Regions from separate parts of the Mus musculus genome. Here region 1 is linked to region 2. Evidence: chromatin contacts called from public Hi-C data. All regions are on one chromosome and are shown on one strand. The core of a region is the stretch at or near the end of the contact, and the rest is flanking DNA. Distances in the headings are between cores, read along the strand shown. Region 1 overlaps Antxr1 (anthrax toxin receptor 1). Region 2 overlaps Antxr1 (anthrax toxin receptor 1).

Region 1 (4,990 bases), core at 2,233-4,732, 40 kb after region 2:
CTGAGGCTGCAGTTTGCTTTCTGCTCTGACACTTTGTATTGCAAACTTTTTCCACTGGTGTCTGGTTCTATCTGTCTGTCCTCTGCCTATCTATCTATCTATCTATCTATCTATCTATCTATCTATCTATCTATCTATCTATGTTACATGAGTACGTGAGTGTGTGTGTGTGTGTGTGTGTGTGTGTGTGTGTGTGTACATGATGTGTGATGTATACACGTGCATAAAGTGCAACCTGACACCAAAAGAGGGTATCAGATCCCCTGGAAGTGAGCTGAACTTACAGAAGGTTGTAAATCGACTAAAGTAGGTGTTGGGAGCTGAACCTGGGACCTCTAGAACATTGAGCACCCTTAACCATTGAGCTGAGCCATCTCTCCAGCTCCCTCATGATACAATATTCTTCTTTAAAAAAGAATTATTTGTTTTTATTTTGAGGGAGTGAGTATTTGCCTGCATGTGTGTAAAAAAACACACGCATGTTGTGTTCATGGAAGCCAGAAGGGGAGGTCAAATCTGTTGGAGCTGGAGTTGTGAGCCATCATGTGAGTGCTAAGAACTGAACTCCAGTCCGCTGTAAGAGCAGCCAGTTCTCTTAACTAAAAATTCCCATTTTAGTTGGTGTGTTCCATCTCTTTGAAAAGAATGTATTTTCTTGTTTCATACCCAGAAATGTTCTGTTCCTCCCACCCAAGTAAAAACAATACAGTATGTCTGTACTTAAAGACTGCATACCAGTAGCAAGGTGTCCTGAGGGTCACAGGTACACACTGTACACAAAAGCAAGAAGGAGGAGGTGCCACTAAGCTCAGGGCCTGGGTTGTCCCCACAGGCCCAAGTGTTAAAAGCTGCGCTCAGCTAGGCACTGCAAGAGAAGTGTGATCCTGTCAACAGACCTAGTGACTGAAGTCAGGGCTTTAGAAGGAACTGTGGGATGTTGGTCTCTTTCTCCAGCTCTGCACCCACTTCTGCGCTACTGTGGTGGTTTGAATAGATCTGGCCTCCATAGACTCACGTGTTGGAATGCTTGCCCTATGGGGAGTGGCACTATTAGGAGGTGTGGCCCTGTTGGAGGAAGTATGTCACTGTGGACCTGGGCTTTGAGGTCTCCTATGCTCAAGCTCTACCCAGTATGGAACAGTCTTCTCCCAGCTGCCTGAAGAAGACCGTCTCCTTTTGTGGACCAAGATGTAGAGCTCTCAGCTCCAGGCAACACCAAGTCTACCTGCACGCTGCCATGCTTACCATCATGATGATAATAGACTAAACCTCTGAAACTATAAGCCAGCCCCAACTGAAGTTGTGCCTTATAAGCGTTGCCTTGGACATGGTATCTGTTCACAGCAGTGAAACCCTAGCCAAGACAGCTATGAAATGGAGGGCTTTCTTTCCCTTTCTTCCTCTCCAGGGGTATTTTGGTGGGTATTATTCTATTTATTTTGTTTTTTAAATTTAATTTCTTAATTATTGACAACTTCCCACGCATATATAATGTATTTTTGTTCACTTTCCCCACCACCTACCCTCTTGCATGCCCCTCCCACTGAACCCCTTCTAGACAGAATGTTCTTCATGACTTCTCATGCCACATCGCACGAGTGACCACTAACTCATGAGCCCTGGAAATCTTTCCAATGTGTCATATTAGCAGCAAACCACTGTGAGAGACCTGGTTACAGGGAAAGTGGAGACTCAGACAGGGGAGAGAGGAGAAGCCCCTTAATGCACTGTGTAACAAAGGGGTTTCGTACCTAACACAACCCTAGCTGAACCCAAACTCCCATTCAGGAGGCTGGCCTGCCCCGTGCCACAGGCCCCCCACCTCACCAACTACCCAGCACTTTCAGCTTAGCAGTCTGTCCTACCTTTCCCGTCTTCTGGAAACCACCCAAGGGGACTCTGGGTAACCCCTGCCTTTCCAGGAGTAGAAGATGCATATTCTTTGACTTAAAGGCTCTCTGGTGTGCATTGACCATTTGTCGTTTGACTGATTTTCCAGTTAGAAACTGCCCTAGAGGCTCCTCCCAGCATAACGAACCCCTGGTAGCTCAGACCTATATAGGGTCACTCTCACTTAGAGCCTAGAGTCGCATTCCTGATCCCAACTGGGAGAAGCTAGGTACTGTCTGGGGAAATGGCAGCTTGTATTCAAGTCCAGCTTTTCTCCACCCAGCTATGTATTTTAATCATATGACATATCACCTTTGTCTGTTTAAGGGTTGTGTACCTAAAACCCAGTCATGCCGGACTAACCTAGCCACAGCTATTCAAGCTGCAAGGTAGAAACAAGAACCTCCTTCTAAACCCAAATATTAAGAGTACCAAAAGATGCCTGTTCCCTCGGACATGGTGGGTTTGAGTGGTATGGAGACCAGTGAGGGGTCTCCTCTGGGGATTTTGTGTCTCTATTCTGCAAGCACAGGTCTCTTCATAATTTGGAATTAAAATAGCCTCCCAGGAGTCCTGCCTGGAGACAGCATTACAGAATTGTCTATTGGAAGATTCACTTGATACCCTTGGGATCCAATCAGAGCCAGGTCAGCCTTGCCCAGTATGAAACTGAAGTGGGTTTTTGAAAGGGCTCGCCACTCCCCAGGGAGGAAAAGCCGAGGTCTGTACTGTAAGCCCTGCTGATGATCATTGCCGAGAGCATCCCCAGGTCCCTTACTTATTTTTGTTTTTCTCCAGTATTTTTGTCTCCAGTATTTGAAATATGATTAAAAAAAAAAAAAAGACAAGAGACATTTGACATCACCCTCTGTGAGGGATTCTGTACAGAGCAACCTAGCATTGCCCTCAGGTGACAGTCCAGTCACTTCCAAGGGCCTGCTATGTATGCAAAGAGGGGCGAAAGCAGAGTCAGATTTTACCCAGTTGTTTTCTGAACACAAGAGCATTCTTTTCTGCTCCCGAGAGTCTCTGACCCTGTGGTTAAATGCCTTGAAAACACATTTTCTATCCAAACAACCAGAGCATAATGAAAAGGACACACAGCAAGCATGCGGCGGGATCCACCACTGGTGACTGCTTATCCCGGAGACCTACATAGCTAAGACAGAGATTACAAAATGGTCAGTCCCACTCATCCTTACCCCCACCTGGCTTAAGTCACTGATGCTAGTGACACTCTTGGGTCCTGGGTGGGTACAGATATGCGCAGTAGCTTCAGAGACAATGGGTGGACCCACAATTAGCCACTGCGTACTCTCTCCCAGGTTCTCCCATCCTCTCCTCTTTCTACACCCTAATAAGTTGGAGCCCTATTTGGCCTAGGCCTTTATCAACTGTCCTCTTGTGGCCACAATGAAGCCTCCCTCCTGCACCCTGTCTCTTGCTTCCACTTCAGTTTCTTCAAATACTAGTTCCGATGCTAACCCCAGTGCTGAGCACCTTTCCTCGTCCTCTGTCTGGGGACATGCATCCTGCTCTGCCTGCTGCTGTGGTGCCTCCACCAGCCATGATGCCTGACCTCTCTCCTGCCACATGACTTCCCTTAGTCAGTCCAACTGATGGCTTCGAAAACAATGACGCTCACCCTGCAGAATGCAGGCAGAGATTGGGAAATCAGCTACTGGTATATCGCCAACTTTTTCTTTTTCAAAGAAATGAAGCATAATAAGATTGAAAAACCAGAATGTGCTGCAGAAAGTAACAGAAAACAGCGCCTCGGGGGACTTCTGGTAGGCTGTGCAAGTTTGAGCAGTCGCCGCCACATTAGAAGGAGCACTTCTTTCTGTGACTCATGATTCAAAAGGTGTCTTAACCAGACAGGTACTCCCTTCTCCTCTGCTCTGCCTTTCCAACACACACACACACACACACTCTTACATGTATGCACCACACACACACATATACACTCACACCACACACACACACACACACACACACACACACACACACACACACACACACAAATACATGTACATACACTGCACACACTCACATTCACTCACACATGCACACAACCAGGAAAAGCTTACAAACTACTGTTATTTTTGGTGCAAATTCAACAACAACAACAACAACAAAAAAAGTAATGTCGTTAAGACAGAAGATGTTAAGTTGTCCTAGCAGGCGCTTCTATGGCTGAACCTCATGATTCATTTCTCATGTTCTCCAGGTTCAGAGATGACCCCATGAGAGCTGCATCACATCTCCTAGAAGGCTGAAAAGGGATGGACCGATGTCACCCAAAGATGCTATGGAAAATTACCACTGTGGGGAAGTGACAAAGACTGAGGGTCCACAGGACAGAATTTCAAAATAGAATGTCAACAAAGCAGCTTGTTCACTGAAGGAAATGTAGGTATGAAAGACAAACAAAAGGTAGGCCCTGAGGCCCATCTCCCCTCCTCAGGTGCTCAAACAGGGGCCTTGCCCTGCCCAACCCCAGCTGTAGTCAAACCTGGGCACTATCCCCGCCCCTGCAGACCAGCCCCCAGCCACAGTGAGACCTGGTCATAGCCCGCTCCCTCATACACCTCCTCCACACCCCCCACCCCCCAAGCCGCAGTCAGACTGGGGCACTACCCACTCTGCAGTGACCTGCTTCCAGACCTTCCTCCAAGCTTGAACCAGGGTCTTTGATCTCTTCATCTATGGCCACACTTCTGTCCTCATGTAACCGGCCACATCATCTGCCATGCCTGCATCTTCTCCAGGCTGCAGAAGCGCTTGTCAGACAGTAGTAGGATGTCTTCATTCTCCACATGGGCTGGTTTCCATTTCTTTTTTACTTTTATAGAACCGATGAGCTGAGCACTTTTATACCATCTCTTTTTACACACAACAGAGAAGATATTGTGAATTTCTACAGGGCACTTCTTTTTGGCAATTGCACAGAAATTGACCCTCCATGTGTCCCTTGATTAAGAAATGTGCACCCCAGAGGGGCAGTGTGACAGAGCTCGCTTCTCCTCCTTGAGAACCTCGGGGGGATGGATTGGTTGGGGGACAGATGCTAAAAAGGAGGTGGCATATCAGGTCTAAA
Region 2 (5,428 bases), core at 2,347-4,846:
TCCCTTTCCCCTTTGCATCTTCTTCCTCTCTCCCCACAGGTTCCCAGCTAGCCTCTTTCTCTCTTTCTCTCTCCTCTCTCTTTCTGTCCTTCTCTGTCCCTTTCTTTCTCTGCCTTTACTCCCTTCTCCAGACCCCCCCCCCCCAGGTCACAAATAGACTTACTTTAATACAAGGACGGTCATATGGCTGATACCTCAGGGGGATGCCTCACTCAGCATGGGCCCACTAAGGCACCCCCTCCCACCCATCATACAGAGTTTTATAAAACTTATCAATAATGAGGACTGTAGAAACTGCTGGGGTTAATATGGCCACCACTGTGGCCCTGGGCATGCTGCATAATCTCTCAGAATCTCCTTTCCCTATCAGGAGAAATGAGGTGACCATAGCCCCCTGAAGCTCTGGCATAGCTGGGAGGATCAAGCCTAGTCAGGCAGGCAGAGCACAGCACAGTGCCTGGCCTCAGGCAGCCTCGACCAGCAGAGCTGTGTCAAGAGCCTGGACTTGGGACAGGAAGGTGGATGTGGATTCTGCGTGGCTTCTGGCTGAGCTCTCAGCCCCACCTCTTCCTGGTCCTGTGAACCTGGGCAGCTTAGCAAACCTCAGCACCTCTGCTTTCTCTATTGTATAACACTGTAAGATCTTTGATGCAGAGGGCTGTATGGGGTCAGATGAAATACCAGACACGGAGATATTAAGCTTGTAAAATCAATTAGACTCAGGTGATAAAATTTATATTGTATTAGAAACTGACTGTTTCCTGCTGAAAGACTACATTTCCCAACTTTCTTTGTGGACTACTAAGTTGGTCCCACCCCTATATGGGCCTGCAGCCCATCTTCCTCTGTAGGTATTTTGTCTGTCACTCACAAAGGGTGACGAAGTTGCCCTCTCATCGTGAATAAGCAGGGTCCCATCTAAGGTTAGACCAAGAGTCTCTTCTGCCTCCTATCTCTCTACAGCTGCCTTCTGATAATTTAACAGAAGGGAAGGGAGAGTGAGATCAAGGAAAACTACAGGGATTTTTGTCTTGTAGACAGAACCAGACATATGTTAACCCACAGTCAATTAACTCCTTAGCCGATGAGGCAGCAAGTGTGATTCACGGAGATACACCAAGACAGGTGCTTTAGTGGTGCTGGCAATGGATGCCAGGGGACGATCTCATTCAACACTAGGTGAGCTTCTGCCCGTGCTGCAGTGTCCAGAATGGTGGCGGTGTCCAAGCACACGTGCTTCTTTCTGGCCCATCACCTGCCACTGACCTCACATTTAGCATTTTCTTAACTAAAATTAATACAATGTTCTTGCCAATGTGCGAAATATTTCAAATTAAAAAAAAAATAGGTGAATCCATGAAAGCCTAAACAGATGCAACGTGAGGCTGAGGAAATGGCTCAGCAGTGAAGAACACTGGCTGCCCTTCTAGAGGACCTGGGTTCAGTTCCCAGCACCCACATGACAGCTCACAACTCTCTGTCAGTAACTCCAGTTCCAAGAGAAGACTATGCCCTCTTGTGGTCTCTGCAGGCACTGCATGCATGTGATACACATACATACCTACAGGCAGAAAAGTCAAACGCATAAGATAAAATTTAAAAATCCAATTAAGCAAAACAGGGGTGGGCAGTGCATTGTTCTGGGGTGGTCCCTCTGGAGAACCTTGGATTACTGAGGAAGCAGGAGAAATGGCGGGTGAAAAAAAACGGCTTCACAGTTCCAAGAGTTGACTTCCTACACCCGCGCTGGAACCCACTGGGAATCTGCCAGGCTACACACGAAGTGTTTTTAATTCTAAAAAAAAAAAAAATCAAATGCCATTTTATTGTAAACTTCTCAGTTTATGTAGAGACTTCTCAAGAATCTTTAAAAACAAAACTCTATTTGCAGTCGTTAACCCTTCCTAGCAAAATTGTTTTTGTTCTTTTTAAATTGTTCTTTCACCAATAAACCGTCAACCCATACTTATTTCTGTCGAAGTGCTTTGTACGCTGAGAACAGGCCAGTCCCTTCCATCCCAGCACAGCACAGAGGCTTCTGTGTTCGCACACTCCCAGGAAGTCCCCCAGAGCATGTTCTTTGACATCTTATTTGTTGTAAGGGAACAATCTGATTTTGAGTCACCTGGGGCTTGAAGCGGGTGGATCCAGAGGAGGACAGCTGCCCATTGGCTGTCTGAGTCTTTCTCCAAAACAGAAACCTGCCAATTTTCTTTCACTTTGTCTCCCCTGCTGCTCTCTAGATGTAGAGTAATCCCTGCCACTGAGTCCAGGTGACCAGAGCAGGGAAGAAACCTGTGCCTACCCACAACTCAGATCGGCTGCTATCCATCCGTCATGGGCACACTAGGAAAGTACACTTGTTTTTAATAGGCTGTTACTTTCAGGTTATAAAGATTTCATGGGTAAAGACTGGCTCTATTCTTACCCTCTTTTGTATTCTCAAAGACTAACCTGGCACATAGTAGGCACTAAACATTTGTTAGATTTTAAAAAAGAAAGGATCCAAGGAATACTTTCTGTGTGCCCTTAATCCAGCCACCTATTCATGGGCTCTCTTTTCCATATTTGTATAATCCCTGGACCTTCTAACTACAAGGCCAACTAACCTGGGCCATGAAACTGGCTCATTAATGTTTCCTAGAACATCTTATGAGCTCCAATGATTTAGTCTGTAATTTTTAAACTAAATATCAACAAAGCCAGACACCCTTCCTAATTAAATTCTACTGCACACTATAGACCAATGATCGCACATCTGTCAGCAGCAGAAAAGGGCCACGGTCCATGTCAGACCTGAATATTTTACATGCATCTTCCTGGGACTCAGTGATTTTATGTGCTCTGATACAATCTACCAAATAAGCAAGCATAAGCTTAAGACATGTGGAAGTTTGGAGCCATATCTCCAGCCTGGATGTCATTCTTTGTAACAAGGACACTCTGCTTTCCCACTGAATCATGTTCCCACCATGTTTTCAGCGGGGGAGCTCAGATGGCTGTGGCCACTGGATCCCAGTGTGCTCAGCAGGCAGAACCTGTTCGACTGCCCCCTCCCCCCATTGAAGCACCCCACTAGTACAACAAGCTTACTTCTCAGAAAGCATTTTCCTATGAAATCGTGGCTGCTCTTTCCTAGAGAGAGGAGAGAGCTGTGGAGGCCAGGATGGGAGCTGTGACTTGCTGAGGCAGCTCCTGCAGCCTCTGCGGCTTTGGACATCTGTATGACCTGGGGCTTTTGAAAGCAGAATGAGAACAATACCAGGAGAGATGCCTGGTCCCAAAGTCCGCAAAGCCTCAGTGTCATTAATGATGGCAGAGGCAAGTGATCTCTTAGAGAAGACTCTCTGCTCTACTCCAGTAACTACAGTTTGATTCTATTTTTATTTAGTCTTCCAGCCTGCCAGTATGAACAGAGCTGAGAATGTCATCTCTTGTCTTTTATAGCTGCAAGATTGGAAGAGAGGGTAGGGGATCGAGAATACTCTCTGCTCAGCCACAAAATGCCCATCTGTTGTTCAGTGTGGGTCTTCCATGGGTCATGAATGCTGCACAGTCAACTGGGCAGCTTTGTAATGGGTAAATATGTAAGACACGGTGCCAGAAACAGGACAGATGGGCAGCCTCTGGGGTTGCACAACTTAGCATCTGTGGAGGGAGAGAGCTGGCTATGGTAAGGAAGACATCCAAGAGAGGTTCCCAGAATGGCTGCCACTGGAGTTCTGGGAGGGGAGAGCTCATGCTACAAGGGGCGGTAGGAGCTGGATGGGGCCCCAGAAGGGAAGCCATTCTGAAGATGAGCAATGAGCTGGCTTAAGGAAAGGGCTACTGTTGCCGAGACGCTCGCTCACTCGCATGCTGGAAGGAGGTTTTGGCTCCGTTAAAGCGGGGCTGTGAGGTGGGCTCTGACTGAGAGAAACCTTCAGCAGTTCCCATATGGAGGCTTGCAAGAGTGGGTAAGAGTCAAGCCTGGAAGTCAGACACTGCTCTTTGTCTGAGTGTGCTAGGGTCCAGGCTAGATTTGGGAGTTACACCTCTTCTGCCTTCTTACAAACAGAAGGGAGAAACCAACACAGGAAAAAAAATCAATTCAAATGTATTCGTGGGGCAGATAGGTCCCCAGTTTGCTGATCCTACAGATTTCCTAAAAGAGGTCCTGCCAGTGTTTGCTCAACACTCATGTCTTGTTGATCAAACACACAGAGGCTGTGTGTGCTGACTCATGCTCCAATTAACAGGAAGCCAGGCCTCCTCTTAAGCATCTACTGGAGAAGGCGAACCCTTTGTGGAGCAGATGGCAGGGAGCCAATAGCTGGCCTCCCCTTCCCATAACCTGCTTCGGCTTCCAGACACTGCCCTCAACTGCAGTAAGTAGGGACAGCTGGGGACAAGGGTCAAGAATCAAAGCTGCCAACCTATTTCAGTTCTCTGGCTTTAGCTTTCATGGGTTTTCTGGCCCCACTGCCCCGAGCACTTTGCAAAAGGCAAAGCAGGCCCAGGAGCATGGTGGGATCATTGTGTGGAGGTTTCACTGGAGAGTTGGTGGTAAATTCTAGCGGTGGTCAGAGGAAATTCCCAATGAACCACAACGAGAGAAGGCATAAGAGTGGGCACTTTCTTTAAAATGTTTTCCCATATTCTGCAGTAACAGGTGGGGATGCTGCAAGGGTCCTGAGAGGGTGGGCGAGCCCGGCCTAGGTGTGAGTGAGGCTTTCTTTTCTGCCTGCCTGGCCTCCTCTGCCATTCAGGATGTGAGGGTTGTTTTATCATCTTGAGACTTTTAAACACATGGAAAAGAAGCAATAGCTTACTTACATCTTCAGCCACACTATCCGACTATGCCTGACCTTGGCACAGAGCCTTGGCTGGCTAAAACTCGGATGGAAGAAATAATAGCTTAGGAGGAATGTCTGCCCAAAGGACCATGAAGTCTGAGTCTAATTGACAAATTGTCCCCTTGTCATGAGCCACTGAACACCAGCTATCCTGTGGAAACGCTTCTGACCGAGTGGTAAGAGGCAAAGGACTCCCCACCCAGCCAGTGCACCAAGCATTGGATCCAAGCATTGGATTCTGTCGCCTTTGCTGTAACCATGTGAACTGCGTAGAGACTTCTGAATTTGGACCTCAGAGTCTCCCTCTGTTTCAGGCTTACACTGCTCAGCAGAGCTCTGGGATCAGTCTCCTGAGCAGACACGACAGCATCGCCTGAATCTCACTTGCTGCCCTGTATGGTCCTGGCCAGTTTTCCAAACCTTTCCAACCACACAACGTCTAATTTATCGAATGGTTCTGGTGAGGGTTTGATGGCATGCTCAGCCCAGTGACTGCACAGAGTGGCTTTTATTTTTATTTCCTCAAAAACACACAGAGAGGAAGAACTGTGGGCTCCCCTCTCCTAGCACTCTGGGCATCGGCTTCCTCACCA

What was found. A called contact is a pair of places that touch in the nucleus more often than the background predicts.
Region 1: a Hi-C map of muscle stem cells shows a contact between it and region 2, with 2.1 times the contacts expected there. The contact joins two enhancer-like sites. A contact is called at or near these places in 1 of 15 datasets of contacts at CTCF or cohesin (pro-B cells), 23 of 484 Hi-C or Micro-C datasets (the 3T3-L1 cell line, the AML12 cell line, B cells and 17 more), 3 of 115 datasets of contacts at active chromatin or transcription factors (embryonic fibroblasts, embryonic stem cells and fibro-adipogenic progenitors) and 3 of 9 other capture datasets (adipose tissue, liver and pancreatic islet).

What each region holds. Positions count from the first base shown.
Region 1 is chr6:87,313,594-87,318,583 of GRCm38.p6, forward strand. All of the region lies in intron 1 of Antxr1 (anthrax toxin receptor 1), which reads right to left. Among named protein-coding and RNA genes, the nearest start is that of Gm34090, 16 kb to the right of the region's middle. Within about 2 kb of position 3,483, at least 50 of the 459 cell types and tissues checked have an H3K27ac peak or open chromatin away from gene starts, as enhancers often do. A contact at or near this core is called in fibro-adipogenic progenitors and muscle stem cells, where this site is marked.
Region 2 is chr6:87,273,460-87,278,887 of GRCm38.p6, forward strand. The region is part of intron 8 of Antxr1 (anthrax toxin receptor 1); the gene reads right to left. Among named protein-coding and RNA genes, the nearest start is that of Gm34170, 6.6 kb to the right of the region's middle. Within about 2 kb of position 3,597, at least 107 of the 459 cell types and tissues checked have an H3K27ac peak or open chromatin away from gene starts, as enhancers often do. A contact at or near this core is called in fibro-adipogenic progenitors and muscle stem cells, where this site is marked.